Linked DNA regions of Sus scrofa: region 1 is linked to region 2. The links are chromatin contacts, called in public promoter capture Hi-C maps. All regions are on one chromosome and are shown on one strand. Each heading gives the region's core, a stretch centred on a gene start, on an enhancer-like site or on the middle of the called end of the contact. The rest is flanking DNA. Distances are from core to core; before and after follow the strand shown.

The links. Promoter capture Hi-C pulls out the DNA fragments that hold promoters and counts their contacts.
Region 1: a promoter capture Hi-C map of liver shows a contact between it and region 2, with 4 times the contacts expected there. The contact joins the promoter of SF3B5 here to the promoter of FBXO30 in region 2. A contact is called at or near these places in 2 of 5 promoter capture datasets (fetal skeletal muscle and liver) and 1 of 47 Hi-C or Micro-C datasets (embryonic fibroblasts).

What each region holds. Positions count from the first base shown.
Region 1 is chr1:21,229,652-21,236,011 of Sscrofa11.1, reverse strand. It overlaps SF3B5 (splicing factor 3B subunit 5), which reads right to left and starts at 4,748. Exons shown (of 2, transcript XM_003121152.4): 1 at 4,324-4,748; 2 at 3,998-4,214. The coding sequence starts at 4,604. The coding sequence ends at 4,344.
Region 2 is chr1:19,752,090-19,758,760 of Sscrofa11.1, reverse strand. FBXO30 (F-box only protein 30) reads right to left here and starts at 2,529. Exons shown (of 3, transcript XM_003121151.4): 1 at 2,423-2,529.

The DNA.
Region 1 (6,360 bases), core at 3,499-5,998, 1.5 Mb before region 2:
GTTACCCCATACTACATATCCAGTCCCTTCCTCTCTACTTCCAATGCAAGTTGTCCTCTGTCTTGGTCTATGGCTACAGACTCCAGTCAGGTACAGGGGCTCATTCTTGTGCAAATTTTGAAAGGATGGGGATTTGACTCGCTCCTGTTCTCTACAGGGAAAAAGCATTAGTGTTGATACTTTTATTTAATTGCTGACAATTACAATCTATACTCTGTCACATTACCTACATCAATTCTCAACACAGCAGCCAGAGAGATCTTCTGAAACAGTTCAGTTATTTTCCTGGAAATGATGGCCCATTTCATTCCTTTTTTGAAAAAATATTTGCCAAATACTCAAGTCTAAATAATCACAGTTTAATATATCAGTTTTTTTTTTCAAGTGAAAATGGTGGGAAAGGAATTTCAGAACATCTGTGAAAGTCAATACTATTTTCCTAATAATACTAAGATTTTATTTGCCATTTGCACTGTTAATATTTGTCTAGATGGTACAAAAGCAATAGTGAGTAAAAGCACTAGCACTTAGCATCAGTCAAGATAATGGCACCGGGAGTTCCCACTGTGGTACAACAGGATTGGCAGCGTCTTGGAAGCACTGGGACGAAGGTTTGATCCCTGGCCCTGCACAGTGGGTTAAGGATCCAGCTTAAGTCATGACTCCAGCTCGGATCTGATCCCTAGCCTGGGAACTCCATATACCTCAGGGCAACCAGAAAAGAGGAGAAAAAAAAAAAATATACACACACACACACACAGGTACCAAACTAACAATAGTCATTGGATTCTCCACTGCCATGTATTCTCAATGAAACCAAAACAAAACCAAAAATATCAACTCAGTTTCACCTAAGAATGTCCTTGACAAAACAATATAAAGTACTGATTTTATGAAATCTTAGCCTATGAGGATACATCTTTTAAAACACATTCTTCATGTGGCAAAATTGGTAGTATGCATAAAGCATTTCTGTTATCAAAACACAATGGTTTTCTCAAGAAAAAGCACTTGCTATTATTTGAGTTGCAAACTGAACTGGCTACTTTTTTTTCTCAAGGAAGATCACCTTTACTGAAAGATCAACAACTATGGTTATTTAGAACCGGGTATTTGACAGATATTTTCTTGAAAATGAACTAAGCCTGTTACTTCAAGGAAAGCAACAGACAGTATTTGCTACCAGTGGCCAAATTTAAGCTATCAAGCAAAAACTGAAAGTTGTGGAAAACTTATAGCATCACTGTTAGTTTTTCAGCTTTCTAATACTGTATGACTTCCCTGATGAGATCAGTGGCATACTAATAATATGCACAAAGTACTAATAATATGCACAAAGTACATATTTTGATATATACAATGAAATGTGTCAACATCTATGCAGCACCTATAACTCAGCCAAAACTTTCCAACTGACCAATGTAAGATGTTACAAAATCATGTATGAGCAAAAGACAGATTAGAGAAAAAAATTTTGTTTTTTTTAAATGGCCAAACCCACAGCATATGGAAGTTCCTGGGCCGGGGATGGAATCCAAGCCAGAGCTGCAACTCACAGCAACACTGGATCCTAAACCCACTGCACCAGGTCAGGGATTGAACCAGCACCTCCACAGAGAAAAGCCAGATCATTAACCCACTGCACCACAGCAGGAACTCCAGATTAATGAATTTTAATGTACTAGACAATGAAAAGTTCATTGATCAGATTCCATGTTGTAACTAACTTCTAAGAAATTACCACTTGTTGGGCTTTGCTAATGTATCAAAGAGTATCCATAATTGGGGAGTTCCCTTCTCACTGCAGTGGCTCTGGTCACTGCTGTAGTGCAGGTTCAATCCCTGGCCTGGGAACTTCCACATGCTGTGGGTGTTGCAAAAAAAAAAAAAAAAAGAATATCCATAACTACTTGGAAAGGCTATTAAAATATTTCTCCTTTACTATATATTTATGTGACATGGATTTTTCATACTTCAACCAAAATCATATCCCAATAGTTTGAATGTAGAAGATACAAGAATCCAGCTGTCTTGGAGTTCCTTTGTGGCTCAGTGGCAATAAACCTACTAGTACCCATGAAAAGGCGGGTTCTGATCCTTGGCCTTGCTCAGTGGGTTAAGAATCAGGTGTTGTGGTGAGCTGTGGTGTAGGTTGAAGATGCAGCTTGGATCTGGCGTTGCTGTGGCTGTGGCTGTGGCCAGCAGCTGCAGCTCCCATTTGAACCCTAGCCTGGGAGCTTTCATACACATATGTCAGTTTCAGCCCTAAAAAGACAAAAAAAAAAAAAAAAAGAATTCAGCTGTCTTATATTAAGCCAGACATTGAAGTCATCTGCAAAACTGCTTTTTTTTTTTTTTTTTTTTTTCCAGGTCTGCACATATAGCATACGGAAGTTCCCCAGGTAGGGGTCAAGTCCAAGTTGCAACTGCTGGCCTATGCCAGTCGCAGCAACGCAGACTCCAATCATGGCTGCAACTTACACCACAGCTCACAGCAATGCCAGAACTCTAATCTACTGAGAGAGGCCAGGGATTGAACCAGAGTCCTCATGGATACTAGTCAGGTTCGTTACCAAGGCCAACACTGGGAACGCCTGTTTTGTTTTGTTTTTTTTAAGGCACCATTCTTCTCACTAAATTGTTTTGGAAAGTAGTTATTTTTCACAAAAATGTTGTTAACACGTAATAGTTTTACTATTGCTATTTTAAAATGAATTACTAGGTATTTTAAATTTTCTGTTTTAATTTCTAGCTTGGTGACTATCAACAGCTATTACTCTCAAAAACAAAAGCTCTGTGGGGGTCTTGAAGAATTTCTAAGAATGTAATTATGTCCAAAGGTCAAAACATTTGAGACCCACTGATCTAAAATATGTCAGACTGTATCACTTAATAATCTTCCAATGGCTCCCCACCTCTTTAGGGTAAAAGCCACAAGTCCTTACACTGGCCAATCAGGCTCTACTTTTATCTGTTTCCCTCCATAATCTATCCCTCTACTCTTTCCCTCACTCACTCCCTTCAATCATACTTGTTTGTTTGCTGTTTTTCCAGTAAGCCTGCCACAATCCCTGTAGTAGGAACATTGCACTGGCAGTTCCCTCTACCTGGGAAACGATTTCCCCAGTTTTCCGCATGGTATTTCCCTCATTTCCTTAAAGTCTCTGCTTAAATGTTACCTTCTCAATAGTTTAACATGAACATCTTATTTATGGATTTTTTTTTTTTTAGGGCCACACCGGTGGCATATGGAGGTTCTCAGGCTAGGGACTGTATCAGAGCTGTAGCTGTTGGCCTGTGCCACAGCAACACAGGATCCCTGCCATATCTGCCACCTACACTGCAGCTCACAGCAAAGCCGGATCATTAACCCACTCAGTGAGGTCAGGGACCAAACCTGCATCCTCATGGATCCTAGTCAGATTGTTTCCGCTGAGCCAGGATGGGAACTCCTGAGCATTCTACTTAAAACTGCAACCCTACTGCTACTCTCATTCTCCACAGCACCCTCCAACATGTGCTTGCTTATGTCTGCAAATTTTGTGGTCTTCTGCTCCCCCAACCAGTGTAATATAGGTCCTTAAAGCCTGCCACATAAAATTCAACACGTATTTGCTGAATGAATTTAAGAACTAATTTGACAGTTTGTCAATACTCAAGATATGTCCACGTATTTCCAAAAGAAAGAGGTGTAATCTACAGAGAGAAGGCAAAGCGAGTCAAGATTTTTTTTTTTTGTATGAAAGAAAAAGGACACAGTGATCACAAACCTCAATAGTGAATGTGTTAAGGGCCTGAGAAAAGTTCCTGGGAGAAGTCAGGGTTGGAGAATATTATAAAGAGCGTATTTAAGTGTCTGGCAACGAACTTTGGCCCTGTGCTACTGTTGAACCCCTCCCCAACCCTTCCCTTCTTTATACCCCCCGCCACCCGGCAAACCACAGTCCCAGAGCCCTCCTTGGCCCCTCCACCAGAACACAAGTAGTCCACACCAAGAGACCGAAACATTTCTAAACTTTATAGAAAAAGCAACGAAGACAGTCAACTAGCCAAAAACGAGCCTCTTAATCCCATCTCACTCCAGCCATATCTCCTCTAACGTCTGCAGACTTTAGGATCTCTCCACTGTTCAGTTTCTCAGGGGTTATGACGGGTCTCCCAACACTTTGTTCCACAGGAAGGCAGGTCGGACGGAACGCCCCGGGTAAGGACCTCTGTACAAAGAAAGCACGAAAAGCAGAGCTATGAAGAATCCGTCCACTTGGGAGAGGAACCCGCGGGAATGACGACAAACCGGAGGAACGCAGAGAGGTGCTCACGTACAGCGGTGAGACGGTGAGGTCTCAGTTCTCCTCCGGTTTGTCGGCGGGCGGGCCGCAAGGCTGCAGCATCTTCTCCATCAAGTTGAAGCGGACTCGCGCTTTGCTCTCATTCTCGGCAATGGCGAAGTAGTTGAGAAGGTCGAAGTGGCCCATGTAGGAGCAATAGGAGTCGCGGTGCTGGTTCACCAGCCACTCCCATTTGGTGGTGTCGGCGTGGCCGGTGCCGATGTATTTGGACTGCAGATGCTCTAACTGGCTGTGGATGGTGTAGCGGTCTGTCATCTCGTTGCTTTTTCCTTTGCTCGCAGGTCAGAAGCCGCAGACGAGAAGAAGCCGCTCTAAGGTTTCAAGCCGGAGAGGAGCCACCCGCCGGAACCTCTGTACACGCGCGGCCGCAGGTGGATGGCGTCACAGCGACAAAGCAGCGCGACTCGCGGTCCCCGGCCTCCCAGGCGGAAGTGTATTCTGTCACGGAATTGGAGTTGCCTCGGCAACGCTACCAGTGGGCCTTCCCTATAGAGAGCCCCGCCTCCTTCGCAGAGCGTTGCATGCTGGTCCATCTAGCGGCCCTTTTCTAACAGGAGCTTTGCATGCTGGGACTTGTGGTTTCCGAGGGTTGGTTCGCAGAGACTTCTTGGGACCTCTGTGTGTGGGTTTGAGAGACTGAATGGACTGCGGTGTTTGGGAGGCAGGAAGCATCCTCGGGCGGATGGGGGGCCGAGAGGAAGTGGGAAACAAGTAGTACAAGGCTGTAAGCAACTGGGGAAAGGAGCTCTTTGTGCAATTCCGCTTTCGGAGCTACAGAGGGTACAGTAGCCGTTTCACAACCAGGGGTGGATCACCCTGAAGTCAGGAAACTCAAGGTCTGACCCCAGCCATGTCTCTTACAAGTTGTGTGGAAACTTCTTTCATCGCTTGCGGGGCCGCCGTTTCCCGCCTAGTGACCTAAGTACAGCACCAGTTCCGACACATTCAGGCCCCCACAACAGGCTCCTCCTTTTGAGCTTCTAATTTTGACATCCTCCCAACAAGTTTCACCCCACCTACAGGCCCTCAGCCTCTACTTCTCAAACGTTCCCGTGCTGCTCTCTCCAGTTCTCTGTACGAGCTGTTCCATCTGCGTGGAATGCTTTTGTTCCCCTGGCAAACACTTCTCCCTTTTAAGTCAGCTCGAAAGTATCTCCCTGAAATTGACTTTGGCTACTCCAGACAGATGTAAATTCTTTTCATCCTGTACATCTCTTTGTTATTATCACTTTATATCCAGTTTTTGGTTTAAGAACTTCCCCACACGAATACAAACTACTTGAGAAAAACTACTTTTTTGATGATGTCTTTTTTTTTTTTTGAGGGTGAGACATCTATCTACTTGATCTATTTGTAGCATGAAATCCACAAAGAAAACCCCAAAATGCGAAGTTCAATAAATTCAAATAGTAATATTTTTAAAAATATTAATGAAAAAGAGATGATGTCTTGTATCATATGCTTCTGTTATGCTAGCCACAGAGCCTCGCAGAGATTGTTTCTCAAAAAACATCTGATGAATGGATTAAAAAAACCTGTATGACGGCCAAATAAATTCTTTACTGGGAGAAAGATAACTTTAAAGTATCTTTATTCTGGTATAAAGTTACGGTTAGATAGGACTAGTAAGTTTAGAGCTCTATAGTTAACTATAGTTAATACTGTATCAATACTAAAAATTGTGAGGAGGTGAATATGTTAATTAGTTTGTGGTACCATTTTATTGTGTATATGTATATCAAATCATGTTGCACCTCTTAAATATATATAATTTTTATTAAAAAATTTTAGTGGTAAAACAGTTCCCTCTGGGATCAAATGCCTGTACCAAAAATTGGAAAAAAAAAAAAAAACTTCCCCCTTAAGTGTGAACTTGGTTATAACAAATATTTCATTTCTGAAACATAGAGGTTATTATAAGGCATACCTGTGGATTTACCATCCAGATATATCATACCTTGCCATTTTGCCATTTTCATTTCCAAGTTTGTTATTTTATTTTGGTTTTCAT
Region 2 (6,671 bases), core at 1,280-3,779:
ATAAATATTTAATACCCATACCAGAACTTATTTGAGCTGATACTCAGATAAAAATAATTCACCCAAATGGCAGAATTCAGCTTATTAAAATGGGCAGCATGCACAGCGGAATGGGCTTCCAAGGACTCTCAGCTTTGTCACCTTGAGGCAATTACTGAATGGTGAAAACAACCTAGAATTCTACAAAGGTCGATTATAATTAAGGGCGTGTCCAGTAGGATACAAACTTGTATTTCTCAGAAAACAGATATACCTCACTCTACACAACAGCCACATCTACATGCACAAAGCTTTATGTATAATCATTTTTAAATCAGGTCATTTATATGTAAAAAGCTTACTAAAAGCAGTCATATGAAGAACTATCTAATGCTAACACTACCACTCTTTTTTTAAAAAAAAAAAAGGACATACCCTTTTTGTAAAAGTTTTTCAGACTGGGTTGTGATTGAGGCATGCTTATCTGTATTTAACTATCTACTACCTACAGTGTCAAAACCACTACTAAACAAGGCCAATCTCACCTATTTCATCAAAATAAATTTGAAATGAAATAATATTTTATACAACCTTTTGACTGAAGACTTTAACATCAATAAATTCTACAAATACATTTTTCCACAGCATGCAGTAACTCTGTCTAAAGAAACAAAGTCATGGTAATTCAGTTAAAATTATTTATCTAAAACTATACAGAATAGCATATAAGGCTTATGTCATTAAAAGTTACATCTTAGCAACATATTATACCACATAGTAAAAATACATTAAACAGTGCCTATTTTGGTGACCTTAAAGTACCTCTCAACTATATACATTATCTCAAAATAGGCATTATTTTTCTTTAATAGCCTATTTTATTAGGACACTCTGCATTAAAAAGTCTCCAATGCTGGCCATAGAGAAATACTGGATTGAAATTAAATACCTAGTACACTTGGAATGCATAAGTTTGCCTATATCGGAAACTTCAGTTCTCTGATAACACTTACAAAACTCCACCCACTAACATTTCCAGAATCACGAAAAAACTATGTCACCGAATTAAAGGACCAAGTGAAAACAAACTGGCAATTTAAAAAGTTGGCAAAACATAATGTTATCCCCAATTAAACTTATGTAGTAAGAAACAGTGACTAAGCATATATAACAGTGATTCAGCGAAACCGTATACTAAAAAATTGAACCCCTAGCAAAACCCTAAACGTACATTTTATGCTACTCTTTCCCTTTTGCCGAGTCAACAACGGGACTGCTTTGGAAAAGCTTAATATGAGCAAAATGCAAAAACTCTGTTACTATAATTTACTACATCTCTTAAAGGACACAACACAGTATTGAAATAGAAAACAGAAATTAAAACCATAGTAAGCTTGGGGTTCTGTATCTAAAGTTTTAAGTTAATCTACACTAATATGAGAATGACCATAAATAACTTCATTTTGGATCAGAGTCAACAAAGTAATTATGGAATAAAAGGTCAATTCCTTCCCAAGCATCTTTTATCTGAGACTTACGACATGGCTCAGAAAGAAAAACAAGACACAGGGAGAGGGGAAAGGAGTACTAGAACCATGTAAACAACACGCTGTTCTGTCTCTATTCTTCAAATACACGAGTTAGAAACATACTCAAAGGAGATTATTTTGCATTCAACGTGTGCACCCTATGGCCCCCTTCCAAGCAATGGACTTCCACGAGACAGAACACAAATAACTTGGAAATGGTCATACCCCTCAAATCTATAAAATCAGGATGTTTCTCTTTCACAAGGGCTGAGGTTAAGACTTAGATCCTCTGACTTCCATGAATGGAAAAGTTACCAACTTCACTGGTCCCGTGGAGAGAGACGGCGGAGGATGCCTCCCAATCCTACTTTAACCCGTTAGTCCCCACGGAACGCAAGTTTCTAAACCGCCAAAGGAAAGAGAAGCCGGGTCTTCGAGGTTCTCAGGGTTTCCTAAGTTGAACGCCTGCTCCACCCCTTCTCAAAGCCCAGACACCCGAGGAGCCCGGGTGACACGGGGGTCGGCCCCCGGGGTCTGGGTCGCCATTTGCTGACGGCCTCCACTGCTGGCCGGGTGGCAGGCTGGGCGCCGACGCCCTCACGGCTCCAGGACCCCGGCCCCGCGACCCGTGAGGCCGGCACAGGGCCGTGTTTACTCCCCCCAGACCCAGTCCGCAAACCCCACGGCCGCCTCCGCCGCGGACCAAAGGCCTCGCCCGGCCCAGCCGCCGCCTCTGTCCCCGGCGCAGCCCGGGACGTGCCGGCCTCCCCTGCAGGCCTCCCCGACACTCACCGGCCGGCCCGGCCGAACCGCGGCCCAGGCCCTGGCTGCCGTGGCCGCCGTGCCCGGCTGCTCCGCGCTATCCCGGCGCCGCTCTGAGCCCCACACCCCCGCGCAGCCCGCCTCCTCCTTGCCTCTCTGCCCCGCCGGGCCGCCGCCTTCTCCCAGCTCCTCCTCGTCCAGCACTTCGGCCTCCTCTCCGGACAACCGTCTTCCCCGTGCGCCCCGCCCCGCCCAGTTCTGCCCCGCCCACCCAGCCAGGCCTGGGGGCGGTGTCTAGCCCGGCGGAGACGCGCACGCTGAGCTTGGCGGGGGCGCGCACGGCGCCCGCCCGCACTCTCTTTCGCTTCCCGGAAGCAACGTGGCGGAGAGTCACCGCTGGAGCTCCCTGAATCTCGCGCGTCCCACCGGGGGTTTCCGCTGGACCCTACTTGGTTCCTACCTTGCACGTCTACCAAATCCTGTTGGATGTTGGAAACTTGTATTCCTGAAAGGAATCCTAGACGCGTGCTTTTGGAATTGAGGAAAGAGGCCCAAGAAGAAAGTATTGTTTACCTCCCTAAATTGGAGAAGCAACCCAGGTCCCTTAACTCTGGGTGCAGTGGTCTTCCCATTAGGTCGCTCTCATTGAATCTTTGATGATCAGGCCTACCTGCAGCTGGCTGAGTGTGCAGGAGTCCTGTGACTTAGCGGATTCTTTTCGGCTTCTACTTCCTGGAGTCTGAGCTCAGCCCAGCAGGATTCAACCTTTTCTGCAGCCCTGGCAGAGCAGCCCACTAGTCTGCCTTTTGTGAGAGACTAATCCCCCACACAGACCATAGCAACGAGGTTGTCTACGTGGGAAAGGCGACATGATCTAGCTGGAAAGGTGGCTTGAAGCTTTTGTAGGATGCTTTACAAATGACTGAAGAAATATCACATGGCCATATTCAAAGAATTGGGGTCCATTTCCCCCTACTACCACCATGCCTTAATCTAAGGCAGAAGGACAGATGGAATAGTGATTCCGAGTGCTGAGAAACAGGTATCTCTCTTCCCCTCACCTCAACCACAGTGACCATCCCGTGGATCCTGGCCCAGCCCTAAAACAAGGAAAGGATAAGGAGAAGATGGCTGTGACCCCAGCCTTGCTGGTGGGGTCACAGGCAGAAAAGCAGTGTTTTGTAATACTTTTTTGTGACTAGGTGTGTCTAGGTAAAGATAGATCACACATAATTTGTCATGCTAAGAAATGGCTCTCGGACTTTAGATTTTTCAAGAACTTTTTTTTTTTTTAAGTCTGAAAAAGGAACTTTGTTTACTACCTTTTTATTGTAGTTAAAAAGACAGTAAAGGAGTTCTCTGGTGTCTCAGTGGGTTAAGGATCCAGCATTGTCACTGCTGTGGCTCTGGTTACATTGTGGCATAGGGTTGGATCCCTAGCCTGAGAACTTCTACATGCCAAGGGGTGTGGCCAAATATAAATTTAAAAAAGTAAAAAAGATGGTAAAAATTGGCCACTCATTTCCTACATGAAGGAAGATTTTAACACTAATTATTAGCAAGGACATCTTCACCCAGTAAAGATTTGTTCTTTAAATGAAGACATTTAGCTTTTTGAAAGATTCAGGCTCTTTTTTCTTATTTTGTCTAATTTGGCTGCAGATGGGCACTGGTCCTTAATACAGAGTTTGAGAACCACTGTCCAGAGAACTAGACAGAACAGACGGTGAAGCAGGCAGTGAGACTCTGTGGGAGAAGGTATGGGTACTGTTAACAGGTGCCCTCCTCTGCTCACTGTCCTGGATTGAGTCACATGCTGCCCTGAACCTCAGCTGCCTTCCTATAAAATGAAGAGCTGAACAGATGAACTCTAAAGCCCCTTCCAGCTGTAAAGTCACATGATTGCAGTTTATGCTTTTTGAAAGCTGGGGCTTTCCCCTTTACTAAGAAACCTAGCTGACACTGGGTCACCTCCTGCCTCCACCCCACCCTCCACCCCCACCAGCTGTCAGGTTGTAAACCTCACAGTCTTCTTTGCCCTCTCCAACACAATAATTTTCCATGTCCAGGCAGAAAGAAAAAAGAAAAAGAAATCCTTTCTTCTCATCTTTCATGTTTACTCCTGTTACCATCCTAGGCAGATATGGACTACTGCTATTGCCTAACCAATCTTTCCTCCTTCAGTTCTTCTCACCTTAAACCCACCAACAACATAGTTCTTTCTAAGATATTCATTTCATCTTCTCATTTCTCTATTCGAATATCTGTGGTGGCTCTCTAATGCTCATGGAGTAAAGTCTCAACTCCTGTCTTCAGTTGCTCAAATACATCGTTTATTCTGGCCTGATTAGCTTCCTTCTTTTCCCCATCAAACGCTATATACAATCCAATTTCAAGTCAGCTGTACTCAGCTAATAAACGTGCCTGAACTTCCTCCCTCTTAACCATATAGATCGAATCTCATGTCCTCTGTGAGGTGCTTCTGTAGCACATGCTATTTTTAGCGCTTGGACCTGTGGCTGAAGCCTATGGTACCTGCTTCACAAATGTGTGTCAGCTTATAGATTATCTTCAAACCCATGGAAACATGTTTTGTGTTGCTTTTGTGTCAACCTCAGTATCTAGTATACCTCCTATATATTGTAGGTACTTAATGATTATCACTTCCAAAACAAAATGTATGCTCCTCTCATTTCATCCTATCCCAATTTTCATTTTCTGTCCTATGTTCTAACTCCTTGGAGAACCTTCTCTTGGTGACTTCTAAGAAAATGTATCTTAAACTTTAGTGACAAGCAGAGAGAATGCCAGGAATAACTACTTTCCTCAAATATGCTCTCTTCTCTGCTATACATGCATTTGACATGGACCTCTAGAACAAAGTTTTCATCTGTGTAGCTTAACCACCCAGAGGAGTGACAGTGACCCTGGGAATTTAAAGTAAAAAAGGAAGAAAGGGCAGTACTAGTCTGACCTACTGACTGCCCGAAAAAAGCCTTGTGTCTCCTCAGATCACACTCTGCACGCAGTGGTCTCTCACAGGCTTATACAAGGCATAGCTCCCAGTGGCTTTTTCAAGAGCCCATTCTCAAGTTGGATAAGGTGTAAGAAGCACAAGAATAATACAACACCAGAAATTGAAGTTCAGAGCTTAGACACCAGACTAGATTGTAACAGAGAAGATGTCAGAGAATGCAAATTCAGTTGATGAAGAAAGCAAATTTAACAACCAAATTGTTCTTCCCTTTTTTCAATGTCCGGCAAATAGCATCACTGTAAAAGTAGGTTTTCTTTCCCAATTAGGCCAGCCTGCACTCTGGTAGCCCAGACAGCAAAGCAACAGACAAGCCAAGACTAAAGTTTAAGTCATGTGCTAATTAAGGAAAGCATCATTGGCCTGAAACAAGTGTGAGAATGTGGGGGCCAATTTGCAGCTGTGAAATCATGGGACAATTGGAATTAGCAGCTGGGACTATGGTGGGAAATACCATTCCTCTTTTATAATGTGCTCCTAAGGAATTATAAGAGTCAGTTTGAATTACCTAATTGCCAGAGATTAGAATGTAATAGCTGTAATTATATTTCCTATACAGTTTATTCAAAATATGAAGAATATGGAGTTCTCATTGTGGCTCAGCGGAAACAAATCTGACTAGGAACCATGAGGTTGCAGGTTCGATCCCTGGTTTCGCCCAGTGGGTTAAGGATCTGGAGTTGCTGTGGCTGTGGTGTTGGTCTCAGACTTGGCTCAGATCTGGCATTGCTGTGGCTGTGGTGTAGGCTGGAAGCTGTAGCTCCAATTAACCCCTTGTCTGGGAACCTCCACATGCCGCAGGTGTGGCCCTAAAGAACAAAACAAAACAAACAAACCAACAAAACACCCCCCCCCCACAAAACACAAACATGAAAATATGACAAATAAGATACAATTATATTGTAATTTAGAAACATCCTGCCAAGGATAATGTTCATAACCCCAAATCAACCTTGCAGTTTTATGTAAATAATCAAGGGAATTTGAACCAAGACAGCTTGCAATGTTGGAAAAAGTAGAAGACTCAGGTTTTGTTACTGTATACCACATACTTGCTATACAGCATTGTTGATATTATCTATCATGTGTATTTCAATGTTTCTCAATTTGAGATATTATAATTAGATCTATTAATACTGTTCCTAGTATATGGAATATATGTCCACTGACCAACTAAAGGAACAAATGAATGATTCTGTCTCCCAAAAGGCTGTTGAAGATCTCCAAGGTGTTATATTTATATTTCAGGTAGCTACCACTAGGTGGAACTAGTTTGTGGGTGAGCAGATGAGCAGGTAGCCTTCTCTTAGGTAGGGGTAATAACGATTTTTTTTTTAGGGCTCACCTATGGCTTATGGAAGTTCCCA